3 separate regions of the Mus musculus genome follow, and all the other regions are linked to region 1. Evidence: chromatin contacts called from public promoter capture Hi-C data. All regions are on one chromosome and are shown on one strand. Each heading gives the region's core, a stretch centred on a gene start, on an enhancer-like site or on the middle of the called end of the contact. The rest is flanking DNA. Distances are from core to core; before and after follow the strand shown. Region 1 holds the start of Ints10 (integrator complex subunit 10). Region 2 holds the start of Colgalt1 (collagen beta(1-O)galactosyltransferase 1). Region 3 holds the start of Npy5r (neuropeptide Y receptor Y5).

Region 1 (3,318 bases), core at 508-3,007:
GGCGGATTTCTGAGTTCGAGGCCAGCCTGGTCTACAGAGTGAGTTCCAGGACAGCCAGGGCTATACAGAGAAACCCTGTCTCGGGGGAAAAAAAGAAACAATGATATAGTAAGATATCATTTTCCCCATGATACAGGTGGGGTGTGGCGGCATAGCCTCTGTCCCAGCTAAGAAAAGAGGAACAAGTGGGTCTGAGTTCAACACTACCCTGCCCAATAAAGTGAGGTTCCTCTGTCTCATGAGGAAGAAAAGGAAAAACAGGGGTGGTGGTGGTGGAGGAGATGAACATATACAGGTTGGCAAAAATGTGGAAAACTGCCAATTCATATATATACACATATAAATATATATGTATATATATATATATATATATATATATATATATATATATATACATACATATATATAATTTGTGGAAACAGATATTTAGGCTATCCTTTTTAAAGAGTAATTTGATAGATGATGAATTGTACATATCCCTTAGCTACAAAACATCAAAATATGGGTGCAGAATTACTCACTGACATTCCAAACATAAATAAATTGGAAATTAACCATGCACCCAGAAAATGATACATGGCCATTAAGAACATCAGTTGTCTCTATAGACTAGACCCAGAGGGTCCACAACAGCGGGTTATGAAAGTACACTTCAGGGTAGAATGGCCTCGCTTTTATCAGCTACCCAGTGTATGTATGTATACATATGGAGACACACAAAACTTAGCTCTGGGTTAGAAGGGATTTCACATTTCATTCTATCAATTGCTGTCTGAATGTTTGTAATGAGCCTATGATAAATCACTGGCTACAAATTTGGGGATTAAAATACAAGAATTAAAAAGTCGTCTCTGTAGAACGCCTGTTGGCAATTAAGGCCTGAATTCTGGGTACCAGGGAAGAGGATGATCTTGCAGAGCCCCGACTGCTACTATCAATTGTTCATATCTGAAGAGGACCCCTTCAGATATCAACAATAGCTCCCAGAACGATCCCAGTTAACTCACATGTCATACAGCAACCTCCCTGCGGTGGCAGTCCTCTCGGCATTCCGTTCGATGGTGTACATTTCATACTGAAACAAGGCAGACAGGGTCAACGGCTTCCACGGTGGTAGCTGGTCCAGCTCCAGCCCACCTGCAGCACTGCTCAGAGGTGGGCCTTCACCCAGAACACCCACGAAGGGAAATGAGAGCCTGGTGGCCCAGAATTCACCCCATCTGCAGGGCTTCTAGGATCAAGTGGAGTAGAAACGTCCCCAAAGAAGCAGCAACTGAACAGATGGCTGCTACCATGATCAATGAATGAATGCCCTGGGCCCTAGTGGCAAAGATGCACTGTACAGGATCAACCAGACCCGGATTTACTGTATGGTTTCCGCCTTTGCAGGTGCTGGGGAAAAGGTTGGTCAACTGTCCTGTGGAGCAGGGTAGGAGCAACGTGGGGAGGGGGACAGCGGCCGCGCAAAGCGCCCAGGGCCACTGGGCTCGGCCAAACGCTCTCTTCCGCGCGTGCGGACGCGCCGGGTCTGACTCACCTGGATGTTGAAGTCGGCCGGGTAGAGGCTGCGGGCCGTGATCAGCCATGCCTTGGCTGCCCACAGGTCCTGGGGCACTAGTTCCCGGGCTCGCTGCACCAGAAACTCACAGTCGCCCTGGGCCGACATGGTCCCGGGTTTTTGCCCTTCCAGTAGGCGACACTAGGGCGCCGCCAACCCCCAGGTGGCCACTGCGCATGCCCAGAGACCAGCCAACCACAGGCCGCAGAGGTTCTGTAGAGTCCTATGGAAACTACGGAGACCTGGATTTTCATTACTCGGATTGCCATCCGTCGATGGTAGCGCGCCGCTGACCGCCTGGGAGTAAGCGTCAGAGTCGGCAACCCTGTGCTCCAGGTTCTTGCGTTCTCCTTTGATTCCAGCCCGGGTTTGAAGGTCCGCGACACGCTCAGACACGGAGCGGCGGTCCTTCGGTGTAAATAAACCTGGTGCCCAGGGTTAAGGTGTAGTTTCGAAGTGTCGCGGAGGGCTGGGCCTGGACTGTGCAAGACGACCCCACCCTCGCATGCGGAAAGACCCTGGATCGCCTGTTGCTTTTGAGCTTTGCCAACATCTTTGCCCCTGCCCCAGGCATTATTTCGCCTGAATCTTATTCTTTTTCTCCTATACGGAAAAATTAGCATTTAGAAGATGCTCGGCTGGATGTCCGAACCACCTGCTCTGCAAGAGTTAAAAAAAAAAACAAAAACAAAAACAAAAAAAAACAAAAAAACAAAAAAAAAACAAAAAAACTTTGATCATTTGAACAATGGAAAATAGCTGCAGTATAAATCGGTACCGAAATCCTGGCTTTGGTTTTGCATTTGAACAACCACAATAACAAAACAGTCCCCCTGTTCTGTTGACAAGGCAATATTCATTTATTGAATTGGAAGTGTCCGGAAAGTGAATTGCTAGCTTTGGTTTTCCGTCTAAGTGCATGTATATATATATATTTCTTATAGGTGTTTGTATATAGTTCCTATCAACTGTAGCCATCATTTGCCACTTAAAACCAGGACATCGAAGAATTCAGAGCTGGTTTTCTTTTCTTTTTTCCTTTGAGACATTCGGTCATGGCCCAAGCTGACCTTAAACTTGGCAAGTATACGAGGATGATCTTAAACTCCTGATTCCTGACTTCCATCTCCAAAGTGCTGGAATTAAGGACATGTGCCTGTTCTGATTAATTTTTTTTTCTTTAACAAAGAAATTAGGAATTTACTTATTTAAGTAAAAAATACAGATATTAAAAATAAATATGAATATAAACATTACAATAGTGAATTGCAGTTCTTGGATGAAGCTTTGTTTATGTCAAAGATTATTTGTGAAGAGAAGGGACATAGGCTACGAAACAAAACTATTTGGGGCAATAAACATCTACATCATCTCTGATATCTGACCTAACTGTCTTCTTCCAGATAAGCTTTTTAGGAGGGATCTTTAAGCCTGGAAGACTTGAAGCTCCAGTAACCTTCAAGTTAAGAATGAAATAATACCTGGTCTTTATGGAAGAGGTTTCCCAACCTTTCTCTAGCCCAGCTACCCGATGTCTATGCTGGCAAATGCATTGATCTGTTGCTCTCTTTTGTTCTGTGATCCTAGAAGCTCAGGTGGCTTCCCTACCGTGAACATATCATCCAAGGCAAGGTGAGACCTGGCCAAACCATCTCATTCATATTAAGCTTTGAATGAACTTTCTTTTAAGTTCCTTTATTGTTTTATATCGATCTTATTTATAGAAATGTAAAAATACAGGCTTGCTAATGAATAATTTA
Region 2 (3,318 bases), core at 479-2,978, 2.8 Mb before region 1:
AATGCCAGCCCAGCATGTGCAAGGGTCCAGAGGCACAAAAGCTACTGGCAAGCTGAAACCCAAGGAAAGCTCTGCATGGCTGGGGAGAGCCTGGGGCCACCGTAGTGCCTCTGAGAACAGGAGCGTGAGCATGCACACACATTATTGCACACTGTCCTACAGGTTCTGAGCCTGATGCAGTAGTGCTGGGTGATTCTAGCACTCAGGAGACTGAGACAGGAGGCTGGCAACTGCCTCAGTCTGAACTACACAATAAGACAGGCTGGCAACTGGCCTCAGTCTGAACTATACAGTAAGACAGGCTTATCAGGAAGTTAAACAGGAGAGTGGATGCTGGCAAGACCCTAGACACAGCAGTAGGTAGCCACCAGACACAAAGGAATTCAGCCACAAAGGTGTGGCAGCTGTGTCCAAAGTTGCACAATGGAGTGAAGGACAACGGGACAAAGGTCTGCTGAGAGGATAGGGACCTGGTGGGGAAGCTGACGATAGAACTGGAGCATTCTAGATCCTACCTTCCCAAGCTTCAGTACTCCAGTCGGGGATTTGAGGCTCACCTGGGTTCCTCTGCCGGTCGCCACTCCACAGAGTGGTATAAACCCTTCACTGCCACCAGCCACTCTCGAAGTATGGCTGAAGTGTTGTCAGTGTTGTGATCTGTGGCCACCCTGTGAGCACAGACAGGACAAGATGATGGCACTGGGGGTTTCCCAACCTGGCTCAGACCCATCAGCTATAACACCCTGGATAAAACTCGCTACACTCCAAGCCTGTTGCCCATCCATCGGTGACAGGGGAGTAAAGATGACACCCAGCTCACTAGTACACAACTGAACAGAACCTGCTGGTTTGGAAAGCACATTGGTGTGAGACCCTGTCACAAAGATAAGTTCATTAACTTTGTTAGCGTGGAATGCTGGCCCGAGCCTCAGGAATCTTATCTGGAAGTCCCGGAGTTCGCTATAAGGGTCTGGAAGCACCAGCCTGGCCCATTCTAAGGAGTCAGAGGTTCTAGGATGGTAGCTCGCTGTGAGGGCTGGCAGCAAATCAGAACAGATTCCTAAGTACCTGAGGGGAGGAGGCAGCAGCTTGGGGTCCCAAGCCGCAGTGGGGACGAGCCCGGGCACTATGGATATAGAGCCGAGCCCCCTCAAGTGCGTAATCCCTGGGGTACATAACTCAGGTCCTCAGAAAGAGGACCGAGTCTCCGCAGCGCACAGCCGAGCCCAAGTGCATAGCAACCTCCCTCCGGTAGAGACTTGAGTCCCGCCTAGTCCCGGTGCACCGCGCAAGGGCCCGCAGCTCACCACAGCGCCGTGCGCTCCCGTGGGTGGCGCAGCTGCTCCAGGGCGCCCAGCGTGGCGGGCAGCGCGGGTGCCGCGTTCCGCGCCAGCAGCGCGATGAGCACGCGCGGCGCCTGTAGCGGGGACTCGGGGCTCCAGCGCTCCTCTGGAAAGTAGCCGTCCGCGCCGCGCGGGCCGCCCAGCGGCGGCAGCAGTAGGAGCAGTGGCAGCAGCGGCAGCCCGCGTGACCCGCGTGGCAACGCCGCCATCGCGCCACGCGTCGCCTTTAAGCAGCTTTTCTGCCGGGGGACGAGGGCCGCGCCTTAAAGGAGTCGGCGGCGGGAAGGACACATCCAGGTCCCACCCCTGACACGCTCCTTAAAGGGAAGTGGCCCGCGGGTCATACTGTGAGTCCTGGAGAGAGGCATGACAAGGCTACGCCTTTAAAAGCTTCCACTGCTTTCCGCCGACCGCAATAACCCGGTCACAAGACGTCACTTGCGGGGAGGTTCCGGAAGCCCCGCCCCTAGCTCGAGCTTTAAAGACACAGACAGTTCTTTGACCACGCCCTGAGAGTGTTCTGTTTTGGAGCCCTCTAATCTCACGCGGTGGCTCTTTACAGAAGCTTCTTCTATTTAGAACCATGTCATCTCAGTTTCCAAGGTTGCGACATGGTTATTTTTGTTTGTTCGTTGCTCCATTTAAGAAGCCATCGAGCCGGGCAGTGGTGGCCCACGCCTTTAATCCCAACACTTGGGAGGCAGAGGCAGGCGGATTTCTGAGGTCATGGCCAGCCTGGTCCACAGAGTGAGTTCCAGGACAGCCAGGGCTACACAGAGAAAGCCTGTCTCGAAAAATCATTAAAAAAAAAAAAAGCCAGCGAAATGGCTCAGTGGGTAAAATCGCTTGCTACCATGTCTGAGGATCCAGAATCCTCAGTCCCCAAATTGTATTGCCCTCTGGCCTTCTTAAAAATGGCTTGTGTGGGGCTGGTGAGATGGCTCAGCGGGTAAGAGCACCCGACTGCTCTTCCGAAGGTCCAGAGTTCAAATCCCAGCAACCACATGGTGGCTCACAACCATCCGTAACAAGATCTGACTCCCTCTTCTGGTGTGTCTGAAGACAGCTACAGTGTACTATTGTTATAATAACAAATAAATCTTAAAAAAAAAAATGGCTTGTGTGCGCCCCTTCCTGCTCTTACTGTTGTTTTCATTTTCTGTGTTTCAGTGTTTTGCCTACATGTACGGCTGTATAACGTGTGTGTGTGTGTGTGTGTGTGTGTGTCCCTGTTCTCCAAGGAGGTTAAAAGAGGGCATCAACTCCTCTAGAACTGGAGTTGCGGATAGTTGTCAACCACTGTGTGGTGTTGGAAATAGAACACCACTCAGGTCTGAGCACCTTTACCTACAGAACCATCCCACTAGCCCATTTCTCCTGGTTTGTTTTTAAAACAGGTTCTTACTCGGCAAGCTCACTCTATAAATTCACAGCTATACTTCTGCTTCATTCTCCTGTGTTCTGGGACAGGCATATACCACCAGGCCAGCAGACTGGTAAAATCCACATAGATTTTCCTACTCTGGTCCCTAGCCTCTAGAGGACCCTAGGGTCCACAAGACATCTCCTGATAGGTTATTTCTCCACCACTGGTGAAATGAGCCAATTTATGCCAGATTCGATTATATTAAAGATGGGTAGTTTTACTGGGGAGCTGCACTCGCTGACTGGCCCCAAGGATTGAGTGACATCACGGTGGGGGAAGGGAGAATGAGAAAGGGTGTGTACAACCACCACCCACAATGTCCTTCTGTAAAAGGAGTGATTCCCATTTGAACCCAGTTGAGTAGGTTTTCTGGAGACACTGATCATGTTTCCATGGGAACTCTTCCAGGCTTTTTTGTTTTGTTCTGTTTTTCTGAAACAGGGTCTCTCTGTGTAGCTCTGGCTGTCCTGGAACTCACTGTGTAGACCAGGTCTGGAACTCAGGAGATTCTCCTGTCTGTGCCTCTGGAGTGCTGGGATTAATAGCATG
Region 3 (3,318 bases), core at 298-2,797, 2.1 Mb after region 1:
CATCCACCACGGGTGTCTCTAAGAAGCTGTTTGAAAACTCACTGTGCATTTGGAAGGGTGTGTGTCAGACTGCAAGGGACAGGAGAATAAATACCCACCTGGCAACATATAGTGTGTGAACTGCACAATAGCTGACATTAAGAAAGCCTAAGATGGGCCAGGTGTGGTGGTGCACACCTTTAATCCCAGCACTTGGGAGGCAGAGGCAAGAGGATTTCTGAGTTTGAGGCCAGCCTGGTCTACAAAGTGAGTTCCAGGACAGCTAGGGCTATGCAGAGAAACCCTGTCTTGAAAAACCCAAACCAAACCAAACCAAAAAAAGAAAGCCTAGGACCAATCCCTTGTTTGCTAAGCTTTTGTTTATTAAAAGCCAGTCTCCTCTCTTCCCTCACTGCAGGATCCCAGGACCCTGCACAGGTACCTTCTGTGTTCAAATATTGGGACAAATATAGTGATTCTGAAATGAAGCCCAGTAGAATCAGATGATATTTTCTTGAAGCCCTTTTGAAGTTCTTGGATTCCTTGGGCTGAGGGAACGGCATACACTACAGTTTCCTTGAGTACTGACTGCTAAATTAGCAGAAACAGGCAAATATCTTCTGACCTTTGAGACACAGCAAGTGCTGCCCCAGGGGCATGGGATAAAAGTCAAGGGACCAAAGTCCTCTTCAGTCGACACAGTGCCTTGGGGTTACAGTTCAGGCAATGCTAAGCACTGTAATCGTGATGGTGTAGGAAATACACTGTTGTTATGGCAGGCCAACCGAGGATTGGCCAAATACTGTGACAATCTTGCACAAAAGGATACAGATCTGTCAATCTTAAAAATGAAAATCAAGCTTTGGTGCAACAGGACAGGGTTTTATTTGTTTCTATTTGTTCATTTCCTTAGGTTGTCTTTATGTTTTTGAAAGATGACAAAACACCGCTGCCCCCTGCCCCCTCCCATACACACTCACGCGTTTTGATACGGAAAGCTTCCAAGAAGGGCTGACTCCATTTCACCCCCACTTCCCAGCTCCCTCTGCTCCATGTCCCTCGCTCACACCCACACACTACTACCCCTTAGAGTAGGAGTTGATCCTATTGTCTATTTTGCACGCTTCATCACAGCCTGTTCCCTGCAGGTTTAGGTCAATTTCTCACCCAGACTTCTTTATGTTAGAAAGGCAAGAAGATGTTCTGTTTGGGATTTTGTGATATTTTCCCCCCTCTCATAAAGAAAACATGGACCTTGAAGGTTTTTCTCACAAAAGCTATCGGAAAAAAACGCCTACTCTCATAGAAGCCACTATGGGGTTGAGGATAGGAAAGACAACCATCCGTGGGACCCCTAAGTTAACTCCTGCAACTAGAGAACAGGGTAGTGGGGATGCATCCTGTAGCCCTAGAGCGGCTGCCCGGGGCCTCCAAACAGACACACGGGCACCGGGATGTACCTAAATTGGACTATGGAGGCCAGGAACAGGCGATCTTGAGCCGGGTGTCCGGGGTCTCAGGGACTGTCACGTGTTCCCGAGGCTCTTCTAAAACCCTGGCGGCTCCGGGGCCCCTCCTTCCCACCGCCGCCTCCAGGTCCTGCTCCTGCTGCCACCGCTTCCATCTCAAGCAGAAGCGACCGCACTCAGCCGCGTACCCCGGAGTCCAGGCACCCGCAGCGGCCAGGGCATCCCGAGGTACCCACTCCAGGCCTCGCCTGCCCCTACGAGAAGCCCACGTCCCTATCCTGGGTTCTGGAGCATCTTGTGGTTTCCAAGAGGGTGGGTTGCGGACCGGGAGGCAGCCTGATTGAGAAAGGGGATGGAGGTGGAGAAACCGCAGTTGTCAGGCGGCGGGAAGGGAGAGCGGGGGAAACGGTTGCAGTTGAATCCTTCCTAGTCTGGCAGGTCCCTCTGGTGCCAAACTCACAGAGGAGCAGGTTCTTGCCAGACCCTATCAGATTGTCCCGGGAGGGTCCCTAGTATGGGAAGGAGGGATGGACGAAGCTCAGTCCCCGCTTTGGCTTAGGGGAACGCGGGGTACAGCTCGGTGGGCGTCTGAGGTAAGGGAACCACAACCCACGGGGTGCCCACTCAGGTTGTCAGCCCTAGCTGAGCTCTGGCTATGTCCAGGATGCGGCGATTCAGCTGCCTTCATGTCCCACAGCTGGCCACACACAGGGAGACAGCTGTGCACTTGGGTTTGCAAGGTGGCTTGTAAGTCAACTGCTAGCAGGAAATAGCCATCCACACACCTGAGTTCCAAGGGGGTAAAAAGGAATTCTTATCTGTAAGTTTACAGACCTATAGTACAGCTATTCAAAGAACATACTGTTAGATGGAAGCCAAAAGAAGAAAAAGAAAAAGAAAATGAAGGTTTGATGTAAGCTTGTGCCCAAGACTGGGTGCATTTCAAATTCCAGATGTCTCAAGAAGAGGGAGGGAGAGAGAGAGAGAGAGAGAGAGAGAGAGAGAGAGAGAGAGAGAGAGAGAGAGAGAGAGAGAGAGAGAGAGGAGAGAGAGAGACCTGCTGTTAAGAATCTAGAATAAGGAGAAGGGTGGTGGGTACTGCATGCTCGGTAGCTGAAGAGTACTGTGCTTATTTGTCCAGGGCCATCTTTTGCAGAATTTTGCCTTGCAGAACAACACACACTACGTGGAGTCATGGAATTGTGCCATCGCTGCAAAGCCACAGCAAACAGGCAGAACTACATGTATCCGATTCTTCTGCATGGTTGGCATCTTTTGCGAGAATGATACATATTTTTATTAAGCAGGGAATTAACCTAAGAGTGAAACCTTATTTAAGTGCAAAGACCCGTCTCTCTCTAAGCTTGGCTCACTGTCCTTTCTCCCCTTAGTCAAAGAAAGAACTTAACTCAGCTCCGCTCTCAAAAGCTTTAAAGTTTATTCAGACTTCACTTGTCTTGGCGTTCCATACAGACCAATTTATAAGAAAATTACAGGAAATCCTCACAATGAACGCGCGCGCATGCGCACGAGCACACACACACACAGTACACACACACACACACAGTACACACACACACAGTACACACACACACACAGTACACACACACACACACACACAGTACACACACACACACACAGTACACACACACACACACACACACACACACACACACACACACACACACACACACACAGTGTTCCTTGGGAACATTCCAGCATGCCAGGTGGAACTTGTGACCGTGAGAAAGGTTGCCATGTAAGAAAGAGAAGAGGGTAGAAATGAAGAACTCATGTGGCTTGCAACATTCTGCAATAATCAATATTCCTTTATGTAATTGTCAAAGCACCCCCTCCTTCACACCTTCGA

Evidence for each region. Promoter capture Hi-C pulls out the DNA fragments that hold promoters and counts their contacts.
Region 2: a contact with region 1 is called in a promoter capture Hi-C map of liver, with 5 times the contacts expected there. The contact joins the promoter of Colgalt1 here to the promoter of Ints10 in region 1. A contact is called at or near these places in 1 of 39 promoter capture datasets (liver) and 1 of 9 other capture datasets (adipose tissue).
Region 3: a contact with region 1 is called in a promoter capture Hi-C map of hippocampal neurons, with 3 times the contacts expected there. The contact joins the promoter of Npy5r here to the promoter of Ints10 in region 1. A contact is called at or near these places in 1 of 39 promoter capture datasets (hippocampal neurons) and 1 of 115 datasets of contacts at active chromatin or transcription factors (embryonic limb bud).

What each region holds. Positions count from the first base shown.
Region 1 is chr8:68,792,368-68,795,685 of GRCm38.p6, reverse strand. It overlaps Ints10 (integrator complex subunit 10), which reads right to left and starts at 1,757. Exons shown (of 17, transcript NM_027590.4): 1 at 1,538-1,757; 2 at 1,008-1,075. The coding sequence starts at 1,666.
Region 2 is chr8:71,609,434-71,612,751 of GRCm38.p6, reverse strand. Colgalt1 (collagen beta(1-O)galactosyltransferase 1) reads right to left here and starts at 1,728. Exons shown (of 12, transcript NM_146211.3): 1 at 1,308-1,728; 2 at 558-668. The coding sequence starts at 1,552.
Region 3 is chr8:66,686,323-66,689,640 of GRCm38.p6, reverse strand. Npy5r (neuropeptide Y receptor Y5) reads left to right here and starts at 1,547. Exons shown (of 2, transcript NM_001358958.1): 1 at 1,547-1,760.